2 separate regions of the Mus musculus genome follow, and region 2 is linked to region 1. Evidence: chromatin contacts called from public promoter capture Hi-C data. All regions are on one chromosome and are shown on one strand. Each heading gives the region's core, a stretch centred on a gene start, on an enhancer-like site or on the middle of the called end of the contact. The rest is flanking DNA. Distances are from core to core; before and after follow the strand shown. Region 1 holds the start of Tbpl1 (TATA box binding protein-like 1). Region 2 holds the start of Enpp3 (ectonucleotide pyrophosphatase/phosphodiesterase 3).

Region 1 (5,127 bases), core at 2,385-4,884:
TCCCGGCGGGGGTCGGTGGTCCCTGGGCAGGGGTCTCCTGATCTCGGTGGGACCTCCAAATGAAAGACCCCCCCCAGGTGGGCAGTCAATCAATCTGAGGAGACCCTCCCAAGGATCAGCGAGTCCACGATTCGGATGTAAACAGCAAGAGGCTTTATTGGGAACACGGGTACCCGGGCGACTCAGTCTATCGGAGGACTGGCGCGCCGAGTGTGGAGTTTTTACCCTTTTTATAGGGCTAGGGCTGGGGAGCAAAAAGCGCGGTTACAGAAGCGAGAAGCGAGCTGGTTGGTTAGTTCGAATAAGGTTTGGGGTACTTCCCGGTCATTTGGGGAAACTGAGGTGGGACTTTTTAGATCTAAACAATGTCTATTTTCAAGAAATGGGTAGGGGAGGGGTACAAGGAAAGAGTCTAATGAAGGTTCAGCAATGGGCACATATCTGGTCAGAACATTGGCAGACACACAGGTTCAAGGAGTGACCAGAGCACTGTGCACCTCTATTTTTCTAAATCAGTGAAGCTAGTTCTGCTAACACTGACGTCTATCGGGGCTTCTGTGTCTGTTGCTGGTTCCGCTTTATCTGAGAACCATCTGTTCTTGGCCCTGAGCCGGGGCCCAGGTGCTTGATCACCGATATCCTGTTCGGCCCCTGTCCCAGTGCTATTCAGCCTTGATCTTTAACTGTTAATCTATAACTGAACTTCCTTGTAACTTTTGAGAACCCAGCTCGGGTACTTTTTCATGCCTTGCAAAATGGCGTTACTGCAGCTAGCTTGCTAAGCCTTATGGTGGGGTCTTTCAGCAGAAATAACTGTACCTAATGATGTGACATAATTTCTGTCCTATAGTCTGTCTTTTGCAGGACTACAGGAGGCCAGAGGAGCCAGCACATTCCTGTAGCCTCATTTGAAGATCTAAACTTCTTAGAGTCAGACTTACTGTGACAGTTGGCTGTTGTCTTAAAATGTCTGTAGTAAAGGGTACATTTATGTAGGTTTTATTAAGTTACTAAGACACTGTGTATAAGTGCTTTTATACATAAAAATTATGATATTAAATTGTTAAAAATTTCACCATGTCTCTTTACATTTCAGTCTTACTTCATTGTTAACTGGAACAGCTTGTAGTTATTTTAGCCTGGGTACGAATTACTCTTCTCAACAAAACCCCAACAAAAGGAAGGAAAGTAGGGTTTATCTGGGCTGGTTGTTTAGGCATTTGAGGGTACACCCTATGATGATGAGAGGCATATGACAGGAGCATGAGGCAGCTAGTCACATCACATCCACAGGCGGGAGGCAGAGAAGGATGATCGCTAGCACCCAGCCAGTTCTCTCCCTTTTGCTCAGTCCAGGTTGCCAGGGTGTAGAATGGTGTCAACCCACATTTTTCTGTTCCGTCTCAGTTAACCCAATCTAGAAACTACCTCACAGTTGTGCACAGATATCTGCCTCCTACGAGACTCTAATCCTCACCAAGCTGACAGTCAATATTGCCATCATGGCTTCTATGTTACGTTTGCAGTTGCAGAACTCTTACCACTGAGGCTCGCTAGTCTGTCTGGTCTGGGATGAATAGGGTGTCAGTGTCCATCAGTTCTTGACTAATAGTAGCATGTCTCAATCTGTGGGCTAATCCCCTTTAGCAAACTTCTTTGGAAAAAATATTTACATTAAGATTCATACCAGTAGCAAAACTAGTTATGCAATAGCAGTGAAAATAATGTTTTGGTTGGGGGTCACCACAACATAAGGAACTGTATTAAAGGGTCTCAGCATTAGGAAGGTTGAGAACGGCCACTTTACAGTGAAGTCAACTAAAACTCTTGCCTCTTTAGCTGTCAGTGCTACAGTGTTAGTAAGATGTTTAGTTTAAGGTACCAGTCCATCATGGCTAGTAGTTCATGGAGCAAGAGTTCCCATCACCCTCCAGGAAGAAATGGGAAAGCAGGGATCAGGGCAAGCAATGTCAGCTAAAGACACACCCATGACCTACTTCTTCCCAGCGGGCCTCACCTACCTTTCATTTCCATGTAACAATGCTGTCATACTGTAATGGCTCTACTGAGAGCAATCCAGTTGTCTCTGAAGGTGCTATCATCGCAGAGAACACTTAAAAGTGCACTTTACTAATCATCTAGGGTGAAAGAATAATCCAATCAGCTAACAATCAAAACCAGCACCACAGCAAGTGGAACTTGCAAGCCAACTATATCCAATTCTATAAGGAAGGCTCCTTGGCTATAACAAAAGGCAGCCCAAAGTAGAGGGCACTTTCCAGGTATCCTGCTGGGCTGCCTGAAGGAAAGTATCAAAGACCTTAGAATCAGTCGCCATTGTTGTAAAATTGCCTTCTAAACAGGGCAGTAGCCCCTAAAAATAGAGCTTTTTCTGGTTATCGGTTTTTTGTTTTTTGTTTTTTTTTTGTTTTTTTTTTTTTTGTTGTTGTTTTTTAAACCATACCCCGTTGCTCTCCATTTGGGAGAGAATCCAAACTCCTGTCTGCAAGGTGCAGATGAGTTTGGGTCTTCGTTCCCCTCCAACTTTATCTTGTCACTTTCTCCTAGCTATACTCGCCATGCCCTATTCCTATTAACACCTCCACGCCCCAGTGTAGCCAGCCCCAGTGTAGCCAGACCACAACATCCTCTTTTCCTCTCCTCTCAGGGCCATCCCTTCTAAATCTGTCAAAATCAGTCACCATAGGCATGACTTTCTCACCCAGCTTCTTGTTCGTCCTATCCCACACAAAGTACACCTATTTAATATTGCTCAAAAAAATAAATAAATAAAAGTGAGAACTGAAGCAAATCTGTCCTTCAGGGCTTTAAAACGTTCGAGTGCGCTGTGTGTGTGTGTGTGTGTGTGTGTGTGTGTTGTGCGCGCGTTTTCACACTTTAAGAGTAGGGAGGAGAGATAAAGAGGCATCCTTGGCTATCCCTCAAATACTTAAACTTCCCTACTAGGTGTGCACGTCTAAACCCTGTGATGACAGTCTAAGTCATTCTCAAAAGGCCAAGTGGCTCCAGTCAGAGGCCAAGCCACCTAAGGAAACGGCTCACGTGACCTTTAACCCGCTGGCCTCCACCACCGGCCAGAGCGAGCCCACAAGGGCAAGAGCTGGGTCGCGCGGGCGGCTGCGCTCCGGCCGTTATGAGCCTCGCTCCTCGGGCAGCACGGCCCAAGCCATCCCGAGGGCGCACTCCGCCCGGTGCGGCCGTTCAAGCCAGCGAGTGTGCGTCGCCAGCGTCCTGCTAGCCCTGTTGCTCCCGCCACGCCGCCGGGGGCCCTCGATGAGTAAGGCCGGGATCCCCGTCACCCCGGGGTCACGACTAAGGGCCCAGTGGCTGCTAGCTGAGCTCGTCGGTACAGGCGGTTGGGTGCCAGGCACAGTTCTGGTTTACAGGAAAATGAAAGCCCATTTGTGTCATGCTGCTCGCCAACGAGGAGCTGGAAAATAAACCGGGGGCTTCAAATCCACCCCGGGCGGGCGAGCTCAGGGAAGCGCAGCCCGGGTACCCAGCGCCCTCCGGCCACTTCCGCCTCGCCCAGCCCGCGGGCAGGAGGAGGACTTCGCCAGCGGCTTCGGGAAGGCGGAAGGAGCTAGGGGTTGGGGCGGAGAGGGGAGCAGCGAGAACCGGAAGTGAGTGGCTAGCCGGGATCCCCGGAGCTCCTGGGTCCGGCGGCGCTCTAGCCGCCTCGTGCCGCCTCTATGCCCCCGTGCGTCTAGTCTATTTATTGTCGCGGGGGAAGCGGCGGCCGCCCTGTACCCGGAACAACAAAGCGAGAAACCGAGCTCGAGCCTTGGGGGGCTCCTAGCAACGGGCCTGGGCGGGAGTTCCATGGAGACTGGGGAGCGGACCCGTTTTATCTTCATCCTTGTCCTCCAGCTTCTTCTCCGCGTCCGACGCAACCAGCAGCAGCGCTGCCGCCGTGTCCTTTACGACCGCCCCGTCTTCCCACGGTAACCCCGTCGGCGGTCCGGGGATGGGGGTGCGGGGCCCGCGGGGCCTGGAGCTGCCGCGGGGCGTCTCCGCGCCGGTTGGGCTGCGGGGAAGCTGTGCGAGGCGGGGACCCGAGCACGGGAGCGCCGCGGGCCACCGGCTAGTGGAGAGGACGGGCCAAGCGGCTCGGGCATCCCAGTAGGGATAACGGGGTGGGGGTGGGGCGCGCCTGCCTCGCGGTGGAAGGCGGGCAGGGATGGACCGGGTTCTGGAGCCCGCTCCCGGGGGAAAGAGGGACCGTGACACTAAGCGAGGGGTCGGTGGCTTCTCGGAAAACTTGGAGCAGCTGCGCGAAGGCTCCCCTAAATAGCGGCGCCGGCGCCTCTCGCTTCTGGCACTTGCCGGGAGCCCCACTCTATAATAATAGTAGTGGCCGAATTAAGCTTCGGCAAGAAGGATCTGGAACGCGGGAAGATAGAAATGAATTGTGAATAGGGTTGAGCAGGGATGAGAGGTGGGAAGGTGGGGGGCGGTAATCGCTTCATAATCGTCTGGACGGGTCCTAGAAGTATATAAAATGGGAAATGACTGAAATAGAAAACACTCCCTTTGCTGAGCTAGCTGTGCATCTGCAGGCTCTGCCAGGGTGTACATTGCACCGAGTGTCAAGCTGCAGCCAGTCCACATCTGTGAGCTTTACTGCATCTGTCACCTGCAGAGCGAGACTGGCAGTGACTAGTGTGAGCTTGGCATACTTGTGGTTAAGAAGAATGGCTTAGAATTGCGACTTGTGTGTGAAGCCATAACAGATTCCCTTAGGTAATTGAAAAAGGGAAATGTAAATAAGGAGGGCATTCAATCTTCTGGCTAGAATTTGCAGTCTCTTTCCAAGTTTGAGAAAACAGCAGTCCGTTCAAATCAAGAAGTGACTTTTAGCACTGTCTGATTGAAAGAATTATTTAGGGTTTGGATACGCCCCGTGAAATATTCATCAGTTTGTGTTCTAAAGCCTTGCATCACAGACCACTGGTTTTATACTTTGCTAAACCATATTAGGTTGGGTGTGGTGGCACATGCCTGGGATCCCAGCCTCTGGGAGGCTGAGGCAGGAGAACGTGAGTCCAAGGCCTGCTTAGGGGTATAATAGTACGTGTCTCAAAAAACAAAACAAAACTGAACTTC
Region 2 (5,339 bases), core at 688-3,187, 2.1 Mb before region 1:
ATTTAGGGCTGGAACAATCTGTGGTTGTTCTCAGAGCGATGTGTCGGTGGCCTGCTTTTGACCCCCTTTTCTTCTGGGGGGGGGAGGCCCAATTCAGAGATCAGGACAATAGTGTTGTCTTAATAGCTCCCAACACTTGGCATGGAGATCTTGAGGCATAGTGGCTATGAATCCCAGGAGAGTAAGGCAGGGAGAGCTCTGAGTTCAAGATCATCTGGAATAAAGCAAGTCCCAGATCCAGGCTTGGTGGTACACACCTTTAATCTGGTCCACACCCCACACCTTCTGCTGGATTCCAATTTGTGGACATTGGAAGAAGGAAGACTCTTTTCTTTGACTGCTTGCCTTGTGGGACTGAGTAGCTGTTAGAGCCTTGGACTTCCATTCATAGCTGCTGCTGACCATTGTTGGGGAGTTGGACTACAGACAAATTCCCTTCCTATATAGAGACTACCCATAAGTTCTGTGATTCTAGAGAACCCTAACAAAATACCATATAATGCAAAAAACAGTGAAAACATAGTATCTTAGTCTATCAATGTGAAGAGACACTATGACCAAGGCAACTTTTATCAGAGAAAACATGTAAGTGTGGACTTAGGTATATTTTTGAAGGTTAGTCTATTATCATCTTGCCTGGGAGCACAGTACTGGAGAAGACAGTACTGGACAGTACTGGAGAAGTAGCTTTGGAGAGTTTTGCATCCTGATCCATAGGTAGGAATATATCTATCCATCCCTCTATCTATCTATCTATCTATCTATCTATCTATCTATCTATCTATCTATCTATCTACCTACCTATCTATCTATTTATTTCTCCATCTATCTACTGAGACTGAGAGAGAGGGGGGTGGGGGAAGAGGGGGAGGAGACAGTGGACTTTTGAAACTTCAAATCCCACCCTCAAGGGACACACTTTTTCCAACAAGACTACACCTCTTAATCCATCTGATTCCTAGAAATAGCGCCACTCTCTGGTGACTAAGCACTCAAATATATAAGCTTATGGGAGCCCTTCCTATCAAACCACCACACATACTATTTTGTCGTTTGCTTTAAAATAATTCTTAAACTGTAGACATTCTAAAATGTAAGATACACTCCTCTCATAATTAAAAAAATCTTTATAGTAGTTTCAGAATTTCTATTATAATCAAACACATTTTATTTTGTTTTAATTACTTAATGTATATTGTGTGTGTGTGTGTATGTTGGGGGCGGGGTGTGTGTGTGTGTATGAGTGCAGGGGGCCTTGGAGGACAGAGGAGGAAATCGGGTCCCCGGAGCTGGAACTGCTGAGCAGCCTGACAGAGGTGCTGAGATCTGAACTTTCTCTGCAGAAGCAAGCAAGAGCTCATGACTGCTGAGCTGTCTCTCCAGTCCTCCAGTCCTTTAATAAATGTACTAGCTTGCAACTGCAGCATGACATCTATATGGATGTACAAACTCCCTGTACAGGGCTTCTTGTCAGCCTTTGGAAGATTGAGATAGGAGGGCTTGGAAAACCACTCTGACTAACATGGTATATGATACTGCCAAACACACAAACAGAAACAAAACCCAGAAAGCAACCGAGCTGGGGTGGAGCTCAGCTGGTATGAAGCCATGGATTCAGTTCCCAGCAATTTGTAAATTGGGGGACACATGATGTAATCCTGGTGCTTAGGAGATAAGAAGTGACACAAGTTCTTTCCACAGACAAAAACAAAACAAATGAGTAGCTTTTTATAAGTGTGATTAATATTCTATTCTTGCTATCTACATATCCCGATTAGTATGCATTATTACTTCTAAAGCTGTAAAGAACTGCTGTCCACAATGTCCGAGAGAGAAATGGACTTTATTCTGTGGGCAACGCTGTTTGTTAACAAGGCTTTTCCCTCTTCAATTGACCAATCGCTACAGAGCTCTGCTTTTCTCCCGGATTTAAAAGTCAGTCACAGCTGGGGCAGGCAGGACAGTTCCTTTTTCCCTCCCCAGAGGGAAGAAAGAGCCTTATTTTCTGGCTAGACAGGTTTACACAGCTACGGGAACAATGGATTCCAGGCTAGCATTAGCCACAGAGGAGCCCATTAAGAAAGACAGTCTCAAGAAATACAAGATCCTTTGTGTGGTAAGCAAAACTGTTCATTTTAGTCTTACAAGCTTGGTGGCAGATTGAAGTGCCTGCCTTCCCACTTAGGCTTGCTTGTGTCGCTATTAAGTCAGAATGTGAAGTAATTGTGTCCAGCATTAGGTTTGTTTGTGTTGCAATTTAGGTTAGAATGCTAAGTTATTGTGTCCAGCATTTCTGACAGAAATCTGAGACCGTGCTGGACTGATTTTGTTTTCCACGTGTTTATAATTAGAGCGCAAGCAATTTTTGACTGGTACGAATACTGTACGAGCAAGAATTTAGCAACTGAAATCACTTGACACATACGTCTTAAGGATCTGTTGATCTTTATCAACATTTCATTCTGTTTATTTACCATGTGGAGATTACTTCTTTTGCTTCCTTCCTCACTTTGCTCTGTTCCCCCCCCCCATATGAATTAAGTGCTCCTTTAGAGACTAATCCACCCCCCTCCCCTGTTTCCTATCTGAATGTCCCTAACAATACATGAATGTTGTTGAGGGTTTTATCTTTTTCTTTCTTTTTTAAAACGTTCTCTCCCCCTGCTTCCTGGATAATCTTGAAACGCTCGTTTCCAAGACATACTTGCTTTTTGACGGACTTATCTTTATCTTCATTGAATGTTACTCAAGACCTCACTCTACATCCTTCTTACCCAGTGATCTTTTCTTTAGGCAATCTGTGTGTTCCCCTGAGATGTTAAATGATACCTTCCCCCAACCCAAGCCACCATCATCTCCGACTTCTTTTTGGATGTCTCCTGCCTGACTACTCACCCAGCACCTCCAGCCAAAACCAAATGCAGTATTTTTTTTCACATCTGGCTGGCTGCAGCTGCTCTCAGATTCCTCGGGCTAACATATGTCAGCTCTCCTTTCTGTTTCCCAAGAAAGGTCAAGCAGTTTGTAGCTATGACCCGTGAGGACAACAAATCCTCAGTAGCTCCTCAGAGTTTATCTTTCCAGGACTTACACAGCCCTCCTTGCGGCTTTCTTGCCCTTACCTTTGTCTTAGTTTGTCACTCAAGGAATCAAACCCCTTGGGAGCTAAATCTGGGTCCTAAATGTATTTTTAGATTGTTCTTTTCTTTTTCTTCCTGAGGCACCTGTGGGCAGGCACACAGGCTCAGGTTTCTTTCCCCAGGACACTTCCTACTCTTTCTCTAGAGACACTGGGTTTCAATGGGGCCTGGGGCTTGTGGATTAGCATAATTATGCTGGCCCTGGAGCCTTGAGGATGCTCCTGGGCCTTCTGCAGCTGTGCAAATGGACAGGCCCCACCCTGATGATCTGGGTCCTTGTGTTTATAATGTAAACACTGAACTGAAGGAGGGTAGCTCTCTGGCCCAAGGATATAGACATTTACTCTTTCTAGCACATTTTCTTCTTCCTTATTTTGGGGTAGGGATTGGGGGTGGTTCCGAGACAGGGTTTCTCTGTGTAGCCCTGGCTGTCCTGGAATTCTATAGACCAGGTTGACCTCGAACTCAGAAATCCACCTGCTTCTGCCTCCTAAGCGTGTGCTACCACTATCTGGCTTCTTCTCCCTTATAAGGAAGTTCACTTTTTTGTTTGTTTGTTTGTTTGTTTGCTTGTTTTTTGTTTTTTGAGACAGGGTTTCTCTGTCCTGGAACTCACTTTGTAGACCAGGCTGGCCTCAAACTCAGAAATCCGCCTGCCTCTGCCTCCCGAGTGCTGGGATTAAAGGTATGGGCCACCACGCCCGGCGGAAGTTCACTGTTTTAAAATCGTATCTGGAAAAGGACTCTAATTGTTCCATTTCTTTCTTTCTTTTAAGTTTCAGTGAAAACTTTAAAGGTTTCAGTGGGTATCATGGTACAAACCTGTAATTATAATACTTAGGAGGTAGAGGCAGTAGGGTCAGCTACATACTGAGTTTAAGGCTGGCTGGGCTGATCTCAAAAAGCAAACAACAGAACAAAACTGAAAAATAACACACTTACAGATCTCTACACATCCCTCCTATACTTTATTTAGACAAGCTGAAACCAAATGTTGGGCTCTACATGTTTCAGAATGATGTTCTGAATCTAGAACATTTTTCCTAGTTTGTATTCAGCATAAGGTAAGAAGCTTTAAATAAAGTACACATTAAATGAAAGGAAAGGAGGCCTGGAGAGATGGCTCAGGGGTTAAGAGCACTCACTGGCTGCTGAGTTCAATTCCCAGCAACCACGTGGTGGCTCACAACCATCTGTAAATGGGATCCGATGCCCTCTTCTGGTGTGTCTGAAGACAGCTACAGTGGACTCATTTAAATAAAATAAGTAATTCTTTAAAAAAAAAAAAAGGAAGGAAGGAAGGAAGGCAAGCATAAACACAGGGAATAAATACAAAACCATGAAAAATATAAATTTTAACATTACAAAATTTTAAAACATAAGGACAGACAGATACTGTCCTTAGAAAATTTAAACAGAAAAAAAAAACCCACAAAAGAAAAGGTGTAGGTCAGAATATATTAATCTGTAAATCTATAACGCACCAAATTTACTGTAAGGAGTTGACCAACGCTGGCTTTAGTGCTTTCTGATAAGTCTGGTAGGGATATCTGTGGTTCCTGGACTCTGCACCTAGGCTTAACAGCTAATGTTCTTTCTTTCCCAGTGTAGCCTTGACTGCTGTGGAACACACTTTGTAGACCAGGCTGGCCTTGAAATCAGAGATTGGCCTGCCTCTGCCTCCTCAATGCTGGGATCAAAGATGTGGGCCACCTACTATTCTTAAGTAGTTTACACTCACTGCCTTTGACTGAGCAAGTACACATTCGAAGATCTCTCCCTGTTGTTACTTAGATGCAGTTTGAGACTTCATGGGAAAAGAACTGCTTTAATAATGCATTAATGTGTTTTCTTGGACACTGTGTTAACTTTTATGGTAAATGTTAATGCATCTTTTTTTCAGCTGATTTTCAAAATGCAAACCTCTCAAAGTCAATAGTTTGTGCAATTGCTTATTACACAAGCAATTTCATTACAGTATTTATTTGTTCTTTTGCAAGGTTTGTTCTTTGCTTTTAAATTATAACCAAACTTATTTTATTTTCAAAAGTAATTTGAACTCATTACCATTGTTAGCATTATTTTAAATTTTTTAAATTACAGTTATTGGGGAGGGGGCACATATACAGAAGCTTGAAAACAGAACGCTTCGGGTGTGTGTGGGGGGGGTGTGCTTTCTATTTCTATTCTGTGGGACCC

The links. Promoter capture Hi-C pulls out the DNA fragments that hold promoters and counts their contacts.
Region 2: a promoter capture Hi-C map of liver shows a contact between it and region 1, with 4 times the contacts expected there. The contact joins the promoter of Enpp3 here to the promoter of Tbpl1 in region 1. A contact is called at or near these places in 2 of 39 promoter capture datasets (hippocampal neurons and liver).

Annotation. Positions count from the first base shown.
Region 1 is chr10:22,729,954-22,735,080 of GRCm38.p6, reverse strand. Tbpl1 (TATA box binding protein-like 1) reads left to right here and starts at 3,634. Exons shown (of 7, transcript NM_011603.5): 1 at 3,634-3,965.
Region 2 is chr10:24,832,793-24,838,131 of GRCm38.p6, reverse strand. Enpp3 (ectonucleotide pyrophosphatase/phosphodiesterase 3) reads left to right here and starts at 1,937. Exons shown (of 25, transcript NM_134005.2): 1 at 1,937-2,116. The coding sequence starts at 2,039.